2 separate regions of the Bos taurus genome follow, and region 2 is linked to region 1. The links are chromatin contacts, called in public Hi-C maps. All regions are on one chromosome and are shown on one strand. The core of a region is the stretch at or near the end of the contact, and the rest is flanking DNA. Distances in the headings are between cores, read along the strand shown.

Evidence for each region. Hi-C and Micro-C count contacts between places; a contact is called where the count stands out from the background.
Region 2: a Hi-C map of skeletal muscle shows a contact between it and region 1, with 5 times the contacts expected there. The contact joins the promoter of ITPRIP here to the enhancer-like site in region 1. A contact is called at or near these places in 4 of 11 Hi-C or Micro-C datasets (liver, skeletal muscle, skin fibroblasts and 1 more).

The regions. Positions count from the first base shown.
Region 1 is chr26:24,847,096-24,854,434 of ARS-UCD2.0, reverse strand. All of the region lies in intron 5 of GSTO2 (glutathione S-transferase omega 2), which reads right to left. Among named protein-coding and RNA genes, the nearest start is that of GSTO2, 13 kb to the right of the region's middle. Within about 2 kb of position 3,729, at least 4 of the 102 cell types and tissues checked have an H3K27ac peak or open chromatin away from gene starts, as enhancers often do. A contact at or near this core is called in skeletal muscle, where this site is marked.
Region 2 is chr26:24,890,485-24,897,949 of ARS-UCD2.0, reverse strand. It overlaps ITPRIP (inositol 1,4,5-trisphosphate receptor interacting protein), which reads left to right and starts at 4,565. Exons shown (of 2, transcript NM_001101178.1): 1 at 4,565-4,705.

The DNA of each region.
Region 1 (7,339 bases), core at 2,480-4,979:
AGTCACTTCAGTCATGTCCGACTCTGTGCGACCCCAGAGATGGCAGCCCACCAGGCTCCCCGTCCCTGGGATTCTCCAAGCAAGAACACTGGAGTGGGTTGCCATTGCCTTCTCTTTGGATCGCTGCTGCTGCTAAGTCACTTCAGTCCTGTCCGACTCTGTGCGACCCCGTAGATGGCAGCCCACCAGGCTCCCCGTCCCTGGGATTCTCCAAGCAAGAACACTGGAGTGGGTTGCCACTTCCTTCTCCAATGCATGAAAGTGAAAAGGGAAAGTGAAGTCATGTCTGACTCTTAGCGACCCCATGGATTGCAGCCCGCTGTTTGAAGAAGACGGTACTGAAACGGCAGAGCCTGGCCAATGAAAATTTAAAAGAGGCTATTTTCAATCATATGTAGTAAGACCTGATTTACAAGGAAGAGGAACCATCCAGTTTTCATGAATTCCAGAAAGCCCTAACCCTTCTTTATATTCAGGATCAGATAATAATTACCCAAACATTTATCACTGGCTTTGAAACGTATATGTCCAGCTTATTATTGGCCTTCATGGCACAAATCAGAACTGAATCTGAACTGACTGACTCTGGAACTTTTATATAACTCTTCTGCTTTACAGAGCAGAGATGCTCTTGAGAAAGTCCTTATCAAAACAGACCATATATGGGTATTTATTAGAACCCATGATAAGTCTTTTGTTAAGGTGATGAAAATATTTTGAAAATGAATAATTGCTTAGTAATTGATGTTTATTTAGTATATTTTAAAACCTTTCATTTACTCAAAGTTAGAGTATGTCTTTGAATACATATCATCATTTGGATGCAATGAATTTTTAACAGAATGGTACACTTATTCATTCAGACATTAGGAACCATCGAAACTGTTTTACTTCTATTTATCAAGGAAGTCTGTCCTCTGTTTTTTAGGAATATCTTTGTAAAACTACCCTCAGCCGTGTAAACACTCATAGGGACTTCCCTGGCTGTCCAGTGATTAGATTCTGCACTTCCACTGTAAGGGGCATGGGTTCAATCCCTGGTCAGGGAACTTAAGATCCTGCATGCCAATGCAGTGTAGTCAAAAAAAAAAAAAAGCCATTCATAATGTAATTCAACCTTTATCAAGGTATTCATTACAATAAAAAGTCAAGACAAGTATATGGATGAGACTGATGTCTTCTGCCAGCCTCTCCCCTGCCCCTGTGATACATTTACACATTCCCTCAGACTTTCTTAAATCCAAGTGTGACATCAAAATTCCTTGGAGTTCTTGATACAGGTGCAGATTCTTGAGCCCTGCCTCAAACAGGCATTTCTCCACCAGATTTCATACAAAGCAAGTCTAAACGTCCCAGTAGAAAAGCAGTCTTCCTATAAACCAAAGTGCCAGCTTCTCTATAGACACATCACAGTGACCCAGGGGCACATTCTGGCTAGGCCTCTTTGGAAGCTCATTACCATCTTTAGGACCTTCAATAGGAGAGCTCCCTTCTCCGCAAACCTGAGACATTCCAGACATGTACAAAGACTTGTTCCCTGAGAATCACAAAACTTCAGTACTGGAAGGGCCCCTGGATTCATCTAGCATAACTCCCCTTCCATTTTTCCATTTATTTATACCATGCTCACTAGACAAAGGATTGGAGGTGCATTGTATAAAAATGTGTACACTAAAATATTAAATATGAAAAATCATGCTAAGAAAGGCAAAAATAAAAGAACATAAGGTCAAAATAAGGAAGGAAAATGGTCTCGAGATATCAAGCCAAGGCTCCTGCAGAGTTCCTTAATAAATAAAGCTTTGAATTTGACTTGAGTTTCCTGGCAATTCAGAGAGGAAAGCATGCTAGTGAGCTGATTCTTGTCTCCTGTGTGGAAGACACTCTTGCTTAGAAAGAAGGAAACTCTGTCCCAGGGAAGTAAGAGGGCTCTCTGGTTCGTGCCAGAGCCAAGACAAAGACACCATTCTCCTAAGTCCCAGCCTAGTGTCAACCCTGTGTCAACGTCAAATATGTATGTATGAGGACTGTAATCACAGAGGCTTTCCCAAGTCTCTTGTGAATTCTTTGTCTGTTCCTTAAATTTAAGTATCAGCAACAAGCTCAGAATCAGCAAACCCCGAAACCCTCTTTCCTTCTGCCAAGGACCGGCCCAGCTTTGAGAGTCCCTGTGAGGACTCCCCCCACCCCCGCCTCACAATCTTCCTCTTTCTCCTTCTCTCTCAGTCAGGCAACTAACTGATGGAGAGGTGAGATACAATCATGGCAAAAGAGCTTTTCAAAATTCTCTCCTTCCTGTCTCATTCCATGGATAAGACGGTCTTCAGGAAACTTGACTTAAAATAGTTCTTCCGTATTCTCAGTTTAAACTAAGTCCCTTTTGTGGTTGTTCTTCAGTCCCTCAGTCGTGTCCAATTGCTTGCGACCCCGTGGACTACAGCATGCCAGGCTTCCCTGTACTTCACTATCTCCTGGAGTTTGTTCAAACTAATGTCCACTGAGTCGATGATGCCACCTAACCATCTCATCCTCTCGCCACCTTCTCCTCTTGCCCTCAATCTTTCCCAGCATCAGAGTCTTTTCCAATGAGTCGGCCCTTTGCATCAGGTAGCCGAAGTATTGGAGCTTCAGCATCAGTCCTTCCGATGGATATTCAGGGCTGATTTCCTTTAGAATTAACTGGTTTTATGTCTTGGGACTCTCAAGAGTCTTCAGCACCACAGTTCTAAAGCATCAATTCTTTGGCACTCAGTCTTCTTTATGGTCCAACTCCCACATCTTGACAAATTTAGGACAGTCAGAAGTAAAATAATATGACAGTGTTAATTTCCTATGTCTTATCTTTCCTAAATGATCTGTCATCAGAACAGGAAGCTGCAGCTTTGCCTCCACCCACTGAGCAGTGGCTATGCTAATAGCCAATGTGTTTAAAAAAAAAAACAACTCTGTTTTGTGGTATTTCTGTCACCTGCCTGTCACATATAGTGATATTGGTCATTCTTAATGTTGAATAACTTTTCTCACAATGGACTCTCTCATTCTCAGAAATACTGCCCTTCAAGATGGCCTTCTTAGAAAAGATACTTTCCACCAAGGCCCTAGGCCACACATGGCCTGGGGAAGAAACTGAGCCTCTAGCTTCAAGCCCTAGGATTTCCTTAATGTATTAACACATCTTCCATTCAGATTAAGATGTGAGCTATTTCAGGAAAAAGCCATTTGACGTTCTGGAATAGTAGAAAACGTTATTTTTTAAATTTCTCTGTTCTCCAGTTCACTGAAAAATGACTACAGATCCTTCTCTTGGTTCTGGATGTGACTCGGAAAAAGGAATGAGCATGCAAATGAAGAGGGAGAGACTGGTTGGTGACACCTGAGTACGCTGTTTTCACCCCTGAACTTGAACCCTGAAGGGCCGCTTATCTGCCTCGAAGGCCTCTCGGGCTCCCCCAGGCGGACAAAAAGAGGTTCCCGCTAGAGCGCACGTAGAAGGAAGAAGCGCGCTGGGCTCCCCCGCGTGGCCATCGTGGTGAGGCGCACTGGCCAAGGCTCCCCAGCTAGGACGTTCACCAAGGAGGAAAAGGAAATCTGCAAAATTTTTTGTGAGGGACAAGATTATAAAGAGAAGCCCAGACTTCCTCAAACCAGACATCCTAAGAATCATCAGTCTACAGTCTTGGGCGCTCAAGTGCAGCGTCAATAACTGCACTTGTGGTCTTAATGCACCACCTGCCCTGCACACAAGAGAAGTCTCCTGGCTCTAACCAGGACAGCATGCTGGCTCTGGCCTGGCTGGAGGAGGAAGGAAGCGGTTTTTCTTGATGGAAACAGTTCTTATGAAGCAGAACCAGTCCCCTCCTATAAAATACACAAAGCCACCTGCTGTTACATCAGCAATGCAGACCCTAACCAGAAGCAGAAATACTCAATCCACTCCAGGGCAGATATCTTTTGAGTTCGTACAAGATAAGGGAAGATTCTCAAGATTTCAAATTTCAGGTGTCTGCTCCACTGACATACTATAGCTGAGGCTGAGCTAATGAAGATTAACGGATTCTCCTTAAAACAAACCAAGGATACAGAACAAACTTAGAGTATACATAAAACCCACTTCTCTGGAAAGAAGCCTGAGAAGCAGGGTCTGTGCCAAACACACCCCTCCTGCTGGTCACCACTTACAACCAGGAGTTTCCTGTGAAGATTCAGAATGCAACCTGTCAACATTTGGCCACCCTGAAAATTCTATCCTGGAATCCCTTTCATAGGTTTAATTCTTTTTGTTGCAATATATTTGTAAGATAATAGTGGAGGGAAGCTAGTGGGACAAGGCTTGACAAGTCAAATATCTTTAAAGTGATGGGTGGTAGATGAAAATATAAAAGCATTTTATCAAATTTCTGAAGGGGGAAAGGATTTCCTATGTACAAAAGCAGTGGAAGAAATCACAACAGGAAAGATCACACAATATTTTTAATGTTAAATTTCTATATGTACAAAGACGACAAAAACTTAAAACAATGTATCTTAAAAGCAGGCCAATGTCCTTTACATATAAAGAACTCTTAAAAAAATTAACAAGGAAAATCAGGAAGATCTTGACAAACAGATGGGTAGCAGACCATCTGCACAAATAAAACACAAAGAAATGGAATACTTTGGGGAAAACATACCATCTCACTATCAAAGAAATATACATTAAAGCAACTATGAGAAACTACTGTTTCTCAAGACAGGCAAGTATCTTTTTAAATGAAATCTCCCAACAGTGAAAAGGGATTGGTTCAAAGGGCATTTTTGACACTCAGAGGGTAGGGGGTATACAGCACAAGTCTTGGGGGAAGCAATTTAGCAACATCCAGCTCTAGCTTCTAAAATGGTCATACCCTTTGATCTGGTAATTCTGTTCCTGGAAGTCTGGCCTAAGGACATATTTTAAAACAGAGAAAGGGCTTTTTATGCAAAGGAGCTGCTGTTTCTGGGAGGCATCATTAATAATGATAAGCAACTGAAACAATCTAAATAACCCTAATGAGTGTGCTGGATACATAATTCTGGCTTATGCATATGGCAAATTATGCAGAATGAAAAGTTATTTTTTTCCATCTTTAATAATTACACATATAATAGAGAAAAATATTCTCATTATTAAAAAAAAGATTCAAACACAGAAAGCAGTATAGAAGGCAAAGGCTCTCCTTTCCTATCCTTGCTCTGAACCACTCTTCTTTCCCACCCCCAGGCTAATCCCCTTCCAGTAGTAGGCACCAGCCAAGTCTGATTTGAGTCTCTCCAGACATTTTTCTAGGAGTTTATTTACATTTGTGCATATAATCTCAGATATGCAGATGATAACACCATCCTAATGGCAGAAAGTGAAGATGAACTAAAGAGCCTCTTGATGAAGGTGAAAAAAGAGAGTGGAAAAGCTGGTTTAAAATTCAACATTAAAAAACTAAGATCATGGCATCCAGTCCCATGACTTCATGGCAAATAGATGGGGGGAAAATGGAAACGGTGACAGACTTTATTTTCTTGGGCCCCGAAATTACTGTGGATGGTGACTGCAGCCATGAACTTAAAAGATGTTTGCTCCTTGGAGGAAACGTTATGACAAACCTAGATAGCATATTAAAAAGCAGAGACATCACTTTGGTGACAAAGGTCCGTCTAGTCAAAGCTATGGTTTTTCCAGTATTCATGTACGGATGTGAGTTGGAACATAAAGAAGGCTGAGCACTGAAGAATTGATGCTTTAGAAATGTGGTGCTGGAGAAGACTCTTGAGAGTCCCTTGGACAGCAAGGAAATAAAACCAGTCAATCTTAAAAGAACTCAACCCTGAATATTCACTGGAAGGATGGTGCCAAAGCTCCAAAACTTTGGTCACCTGATGCGAAGTGCCGACTCATTGGAAAAGACCCTGATGCTGGGAAAGACTGAAGGCAGGAGGAGAAGAGGGTGACAGAGAATGAGATGGTTGGATGGCATCACTGACTTAATGGACATGAGTTTGAGCAAACTCAGGGAGATAGTGAAGGACAGCCTCTGCAGTCCATGGGGTCGCAAAGAGTCGGACACAACTAAGCAATTGAACAACAGAAAAATGTATCTCAAAGACCTATAAAAATAACATGGAAAAATGAGGTTATATAACAAGCACAAATAAACCTTCAATTTTGATGATACTTGTTTGAAAGAAAAATGTAAAAGTCAAACGGCATTTATTTAAAAAGAAGAAAACGTTAGAGTATAAGGCTGCCAACTTAAACTGACCTGTTTGCTTGTGGGTAACATGGACCATTATACACTGGTCTCTTGAGTTGCTTATCACTCAAGACAGTCCATAGATATTTAAAATATTTTCAACTCACAGAAAATCCTGATTGTACAAAACCATGGAGAAAAAATTGTACACATCATCTCTATAATAGAGAGAAAACATCTCTATTAGAATTATTCTGACAAGTTTCAATTTCACTAGAATCTCCTAGAGTCAATATACTGGTATTGAGAGGAATGTATCAAATAATTCAAGCTCAGTGGGCATCTTTCAGATTCTGATATTACCTATGTTGTACTTACAATTCCTACTAACATTCTATGGGACAAAACCCAATTCAAATCTGGAACAATATTGCATATTCAGTGGTCCTTAATTAGCCCTGGCTAGCACCCCACTCCAGTACTTAGCAGCAGCAGCAGCCCTTAACTAGCCAGAATTTCACTGATGCTACTTATTACATCTGAGAGGGTCATTGGCAAGATTAAATAAGAGGAGTATGCAAAGCAACTTTAGCATCATGCCCAGCACGAAAATACAGGCTCACTTCCCTGGAAGAACCCAAACTAAGAAGCTGTGCCTCCATTGTAATATTATACATGTACTTAGCAATCTGTAATTTTCAAAGTTCATCCATCATTCAAATGCAGAGTAGGAAAGAGATGGGTCAACCTATGTTTTCAACTATCTTTGAATTTAAAAGATTTTGTTTCAAGGTTCCTTTCCCTGGCCAAGCATTTAACTTGTAAGAAGGTAACCAGACATGATAAAATCAGTTCAGCTAATCTTTGAAAATAAAGACCATAAAAATTCTCCATGGGCAACAGCTATCAAACTTCTTTTTCAAAGCAAGGTCCCCCTCCCTCTTCAAATTCAAGCTTATTAGATGTCTTGTTAAACACAGTGTCGAAACCAGGGCTGGTCTGGCTGAAGCAGGCTCTAAAACCACCAGCAGACCTCCTCTCACTGGGCCGTCCCTCTGCAAAACTTGTGAACACACCTTTTAAAAGACCCTTTCTTTCTATGAATGTGGAAACGAAGGCACAGAGAGGTCCAGAAC
Region 2 (7,465 bases), core at 3,316-5,815, 43 kb before region 1:
CTTGAGAGTCCCTTGGACTGCAAGGAGATCCAACCAGTCCATTCTGAAGGAGATCAGCCCTGGGATTTCTTTGGAAGGAATGAGGCTGAGGCTGAAACTCCAGTACTTTGGCCACCTCATGCGAAGAGTTGACTCATTGGAAAAGACTCTGATGCTGGGAGGGATTGGGGGCAGGAGGAGAAGGGGACGACAGAGGATGAGATGGCTGGATGGCATCACTGACTCGATGGACATGAGTTTGAGTAGACTCTGGGAGTTGGTGATGGACAGGGAGGCCTGGCGTGCTGCGATTCATGGGGTCGCAAAGAGTGGGACATGACTGAGCGACTGAACTGAACTGAACTGAATCTAGTCCTTGTAACCTAACACATCCCTAATTGACAAATCTAAAAAAAGTGGAGGGGGGTGGTGAGAGGACATTCTCATCTTGCACTAATTTTAACATTTCCCATTAAGCATAATATTGGCTTTGGAGAAGAATTTCACTCTCTACTTTTTTCATACTACAGAAATGTTTAACTGTGTTTGGATGATGAATTTTTTCAAATGGCTCTTCAGATCTTAGTGATGGTCTTTCAGTTTTTTGTTTTTGATCTATTTGTGATGTAATATTCTTTTGATGTGCTATGGAATTCTGTGTTAATATTCTATTTAGAATTTATAAAACAGTATTCACAAGTGAAATTTGTATGTTACTTTTATTTTCCTCTTTTTAATGAGTTATTTTCATTGGATTTTTGCTGGATATATTACCATTGACTTAAGAAAAAAAAAGAATTCTACCCTTGAGGGTTTTTATGTAAATGACTAAAATTTTATTTCTAAATATTATATTTGTACTTTTCCAAATCTGCCCTGTTTTTTTCATAGTGGTATGTTCTATCCTTCTGTCTCTGTAATTATGTTGAACATAACTATTTTAGTCTTTTTCAAGTTGTTCTACTGCCTCAAGTTCTTAAGGAGCTAATTCTCCTGTTTATCACCGATCCAGGCCCTCATGTGGTTCATTTCCTAGTTGAGTTTATAATTTCTTATTATAAACTCATCTCGAATGGGAGTTTTTTATCTGTCAGAGATCAAGAAAAAAAAATTGTGTTTTGCATTCGCTTCTGACAGGATTGGGGGGATTCATCACTTTGGAATCAGCTTCTATGTTCTTTCTGGACTCCAGGGTTCTCTCAACACATGGGTAATATTGGGACCTCACAACTAATCATGGCAAAGGCAGGCTAGTGGTTTCAGTCTCTATAGCACACATTTTAAAATTCATCCAGAGGCCCCACACAAATCACAAACTTCTTTGGTGTGGTCCTGGATAGTGGGAGACTTTTTTCTCCTAAGATCCTTCCCAGGGTGTCAGCTTTAGGCAGGAGTCTCAAGTCCAGATCTCTGCTTTTCTAGAACCCAAGGTTTGTGTGGGTACCAACCCCAGTCCTTAGCCATTTGTGCTTATATTCATGTCAAATAACCCTATTTGCCTTTGAGTTCCTTCTTCCTGTCTCACACCTAGTGATCCCCCTTTCTTTTTTTCAATTGTTGATTTTTGACCCAGCATTTCTGTATTCAGCAGAGGTTCCCCGAATTCTTGGCCCCTCACATTCCCAAAAGATGAATCTTTGCACATTCCTATCTTTTTAAAACTTTACTTACTTGGCTGTGCCAGGTCTTAGTTGCAGCACACAGGAATCTTCATTGCGACATGCAGGATCTTTTTTTTTTTTTAACCTGTAGGATCTTTTTTTTTTTAACTTGGGCTTTCCCGGTCACTCAGTGGTAAAGAATCTGCCAGCCAATGCAGGAGACACGGGTTTGATCCCTGGGGTTGGGAAGATCCACTGGAGAAGGAAATGGCAACCCACCCCATTCTTGCCTGGGAAATCCCATGGACTGAGGGGCCTAGCAGCAGTCCATGGGGGTAGCAAAAGAGTTGGACCAATTTAGCAACTAAACAACAACTCAGGATCTTTAGTTGTGGCATGCAAACTATTAGCTGTGGCATGTGGGATCTAGTTCCCTGAGGAGGGATCCAACCAGGGCCCCCTGCACCGGGAGCTTGGAGTCTTAGCCACTGGACCACCAGAGAAATCCCTGTACTTTCCTGTCTTTTAAAAACCTTTCTTAGAATAAGCACAACGTGCTATGGAAACTACATGGGGGAGGGGAGTGTCTAACCCAGGCGTGGGGGTTCAAAGAAGACTTCCTAGAGAAGAAATCACCTATTCGGAGACCTTAAGACTAAGCACACATTAGCCATGCAAAAAAAAAAAAATGTGTGTGTGTACATGGGGGATGATAGGTTAGAGGAAAAGGTGGCGTGAAGGTTGCAGACAGAAGATAGAGCCCATGTGAACATCCAAGGGGGGGAAACAAACCTCAGATCACATTCGGAGAAGCACAAGTTCCAAGAACTACAAGAATTTTAGTGTGGAAAATGGAATGAGATATGTGCTTGGTAAGATAAGTATTAAGAGAGGCCAGTTCATGAACGACTCAGGTGCCTAGATAGGAAAGTGGACTTAAGGCTGAGAACAGAGTGGTGCTGAAGGTGACCATGCGGTCGCGGAGAGTGAAATCAACAGGTCTGAAAGGAAAACAAATGTAATAGATTTGTTGCCCCATCAGTAAATAGAAACCACCGTTAGAAAACGCTGAAACAACTTTGCTTATAGGACAATCCCAGAGGGCATTCAAGCACTGTTCTCGGCATTCTACCGTACATAATATAACCCTGAGTTCTACCCCAAGGACTACAAGGCAGGGTAGTGGTGCTCAATCCAGGGTCCCCACCTCCCAGGAATTTCTCCCCCTACTTGGGGGATGGGTGGTGGGTGAATACCTCACCCATCCAACTGGCAGACATTTTCAAAATCACCACCCTTTCAGGAAGGTTTCCACAGATCACCCCATTCCTCACCTCTCCCCGACAGCCCTCCAAAACTCTACTATAACCGTCTCTGATATAAGGAAAGAACTGTGAGCAGCAGCAGAAGCTTGAAAACAAGAGTAACCTGGGCCAAGGGCCAGGGGGTCTATTTTTAGAACTTGTTCTCATTGCCTGTTTATCTTTCAGACTAAGCCTAATGTCTTCCAGGCGACTGTGAAAGCTATTTGGCTGGCTTGCGGAGGAGAGGAAGGTGATCTAAAACCAAACAGCAGTGGCAATGGTGATAATCATTTAGCCAGTGTGTTCTCATAATTTCCCCCAATGTACCCTCAGTGGCCTTTAATTCCTGCAAAGCCACTTACCTAGGATTTATTCAAGCCCTTCCCAGCCACTTCTAATGGCTGTGGAATTTGGGCAAGTCACAAAGTGAAGACAATAGGCTGTGGATTTCATAACCCATCAAGTCTGACCAGGGTACTACAGTCCGTCCTGGCCTCAGCTCCTCCTTCTAAAATAGTGGTCTAACATCCCTACCGTAAACACGCTTTGGACACTAAAGCGCCCTCTACAGATGAAAGTATTTAGTAATAATGTTCCTTTGTGCCTAGTTACTCAGGAAAAGGCAAAGATGCGTTCAATTGATCATAGAATTTGGTGAGCTATTTTAATCCACTTAGAAGTCGAAAAAAAGAACCGGCGTTGTGTCTCGACTTATATTTCCCTCCAAAGGACAAAATAAGTGGCCCCTGGAATTCCACCGCTTGTAAAACGCGCCGCTGAAAACCCAGTGTAGGCGTGCAGGGACTTAACTCCTTCCTTTCCGCCTGCCCAAACACACTTTTAAGGGCGTCCTCTCCTGATTCCCTGTCCATTCGCTCCAGTTTAAATCCAGCAGCCAGATTCCGTCTTGCCCGATCACCCTCCAGTTCTGCTGGCCCCTGTGGAGTTTCTGGGGTGGTCGATGCGCAGATTTCCGCGCCGGACCCTGGGTCAGCCGCCCCCTAACCCTCACGGTCCACCTTAAGGAGCCTCCGCGGCGGGGAGGAGAGGCGGGTGTTTGTTCTTATTTGGAGGAAAAGTTTCTTTGACATCTAGGAAATGAGTAACTCTGAAGTCCTCTAGAGCCCGGCGGATGGGGGCCAGAAGGCGGGAGCCAGCCGAGGTATCGCCGCCCCCGTCCCTCTAATTGTCGGGCGGGAAGCTCAGCCTCAGCGGCGGCCAGACAGCGGATTCCGGGGCCCCCGGGACCCGCGAACGCAGCCGGGACTCGTGCGATCCCTCCCGCCTCGGGGAGCGGAAACCGAAGCCGAAGGTAAGTACCGGGCCCGCGGCCGCGAGGCTCTGCGTCCTCCCGGAGCATTTCGTGGATTGGAAGGAAGAAGAGGGACCAGGGGAGCTGCGCCGGAGATGGAGGCGGATTGGAGGGGCGCGCCCGCTCGGCCCCCCCCCCCCCGGGTTGGGACTGACTTGGGGGACTGGGATACGGCGCCCGAGCACAGCGCGGGTCGGGGAGAGGCTGCCCTCTTCCTCTTCGCGCCGTGCGGGGTCCTGCATCCCAGCCTCGCCTCTGTGGCTTCTTCCCGGCCGCGGAGACCCCAGTGAGCGATGTCCGTTGCAGCCCCGCGCGGCGGCAGCCCCTCCTCCCGGCTCACCGAACCGCGATGCCGGAAGCGGGACCACGTTGTTGTTTCTACCGCCCCGAAGATCCGTTACTTTGGACCGTGTGAGCAGAGCTCTGGAGCTGAAAGAGTAGTCGAGTCGCCCTGCTTCTTAGCCAGCTCCCTTCCATCCTTCCTTCCCCCTCCTGGAAGGAGAGAGTAGGTATGAAGTCTTTGTTTTCTAGGTTTAACGTAGTGAAGCCATGAGGTTGCTGGAGGCGGGATAAAGCCCCCGCCGCTTCCTCTTTCTGGGCTATTAGTGGAGGAGACCCCACGCCGTGCAGAACTTTCTCTTGGGGCTGCTGCTAGTCTCCACCTGACCTCTAGTAGCATCCTAGACCCCTTCCCAGTTTCCAACTTCCTGGCTGCGATTTGGAGGAACTCGGATGCCCCAGGACTGGGCTTCCCATCCAGAACGCTCCTTTTCTTTAAAAACAGAAGTGCTGTGTCCCAGGAAGGGCAAGTATTTTACTGAACCCCTAAGGGACCACATTTTGCCTTTTGCTCCTCTGAAAGCTGTGAGAACCATCCCTCCTTATACTCCCCCCACCCAGCTCCCCAAAACTAGAAGAGTACCAAGTACTGGTGGATCCTGGACCCTGTCCTTTTGAATCTAAATCAGTTCAGAGTCCTATTTTTGGTGGGGAGGAGGGAGTGGGGAGGTTTTTCTTTTGGATTTGACCCAAGGTTCTTCCCTTTCATAAACTAGTTCTACTGCTGAGTGGCTGCCAGGTAAAGCAAACCTGTGCAGGGTGCAGTCCCAGGTCCAAGCCAGCCTTGCAAAAAGGCCTGGTGGGCAGGTAGAATTGCTGCCATTCACCTCTCCTTTATAGCATAATGGGCTGTGCTTTTGAGTCCTCCCTCCAGCCTACGTGCCTGAAGTGGCTTTCACTGTTTGCTAATTCCCTGTGTGCTGCTGCTGCCGCTCCAGGCCGTCCTGCCCTCACATTTTCCACTTGTGGGTAACCGTAAAGTGGTTAGGCTGACTCTCCAATGGAAAGAGTTTTGTGCAAGTGCCATCCTCCAGCTCGGTAATTTTCAAAGACGCAGCAGTTTCAAGCTCCAACTTTCGGGTGGCAAGGATCTGAACTTTTAACCTCGTGCCATCAGCCCAGAAGTTGTCAGCAAGAACACCTCCCAGCTCCTGCAGCACTCATGAGAGGGACAAAGATGAGGGTTTGTGGGTGAACTTTTTATCTGAGGACAAAAAGTGGAGGAACTTCTGGTAGAGGCTTCTAGCAAAATTGCCCACCTGAGAAGGTATTGTCTGGGAGGAACCTGGTCTTGTGTTTTTTTCCTTCTTGGACCCCCTTGGGATCAATAAAGGGAAAAAGATGGAGGATTCTGTCTGGAGGAGACGTATCTCTGGGTGGAGGGCTGGAGTGCACAGCCCTGTTCTCACTTGTCTGCAGGGGAGAGGTGGAATGCCATGGGAGTTGGGAAAGTGTTTCTTGTCAGGGAGAAGGGAATGACTGGCAGTATTTCCTCCAGAGACGAGAAACCTAGGGGAAGGTGGCTCTGGCCTTCAGGAATTTCCCATTTTGTCACTCGAGAGAAGGAGACTTGCTCTGTCTGGCCTTAGAGATTCACAGGGTGGGAGAAGCAGGAGATGGATTTCACTTACTCAGAAATAAGGAGGAACTTGCTGACAACTGGAGCACCTCAGTAGTTAAGGCATTGCCATCACTGGCAGGAGACAGGTGGCCATCAACAATTATGAAGGAGAGGGTCCCTCCAGAGTCCAAGACTCTGTGGCTCCATGTTTGGGGTGCAGAGTCCCTCAATTGGAGGGCAGCCCTGGGGGGCCCTTGGGGAAAGCTTCATCCCACGAGCCTGCTAAGGGAGGGGTAAGTGCTCCAGATGTGCTGGACACCTGAGGAGCAGGACCTTACTTGTGGCTGGGACTAATCTTGTCTTGCTGGGAAAGGGATGTACCCGAGAGAGTGCCAAGAGCTGACAATAATAACCTCCAAGACTGCTGCTAGCCTGTTCCGTCATCTGCATGAATTAGAATAAGGTACTTCCTCTTAACAAGAAGATGGCACCTTGGTATCATTTAGAAAACAGGGGCCTCATCTGGGTGGACAGAGCCAAGGCACATAGCTGTGCAAGCTGGCATCTGAGCTTGATTCATCCTTTCCACTCTCCTAGCCAGGTGTTCTTGAGCAGTATACCACCCATACAACCGTACACAGCAGCCTGATAACCAATTACCGAGGGCTTAACATTTGCCAGGCTTTTTTTTCCCCAAAATCACTTTGCCTGTATTAACTCATTTAATCTTCTCAGTAGCCCGGTGACATAGGTATTGGTATCCCCATTCTATAGTTGAGGAAACTCAATCACAGAGAGGTATAGTGTTCAGAAGCCTGAAAGTCGCTGAGCATTCACAGAGCAAGAAGCAGGTAAAGTTTCAAAAGGTAGTTTAGTTGGGGCCCCTCGTGAGAAAGAGATAAGAGCGATTGGTCTTTTCTTTGTCAGAGGAAGGAAACCCACTGTCAGCTCCGATGGAGGAAGATGGAAAACTTACCTGGCAGCTGAAGGAAAGGAAAGAGAGGCAGGGCTGGCCCAAGCCTCAGATGTCCTTCCTTTTTAATCACTGGGCAGTGTGACATCGCACATCCAGTCTGGGGCCTGTCCTGAGGGTGGTGAGTAAGTGCTGCCTGGGTGTGGTGCAGAGGAAAGGGGCCATGCAGGGTCCCTGACCTGGGCAGAGAATGCCTGAGGGAATGGAGGATGGAAAAAGTATCTGAACACGCTGTCCTGACACTTGCAAGCTCTATAGCCCCATCCCTGTCCAGTGCTGCTCATCTGCAAACGCCCTTCCCAACTCATCCAGAAAGACTTCCAAAACTGCATCTCACAGCTCTGTATATATGGTCACTTTTTTTTCACCCTATACATTACAGCACTTAATTAGCTG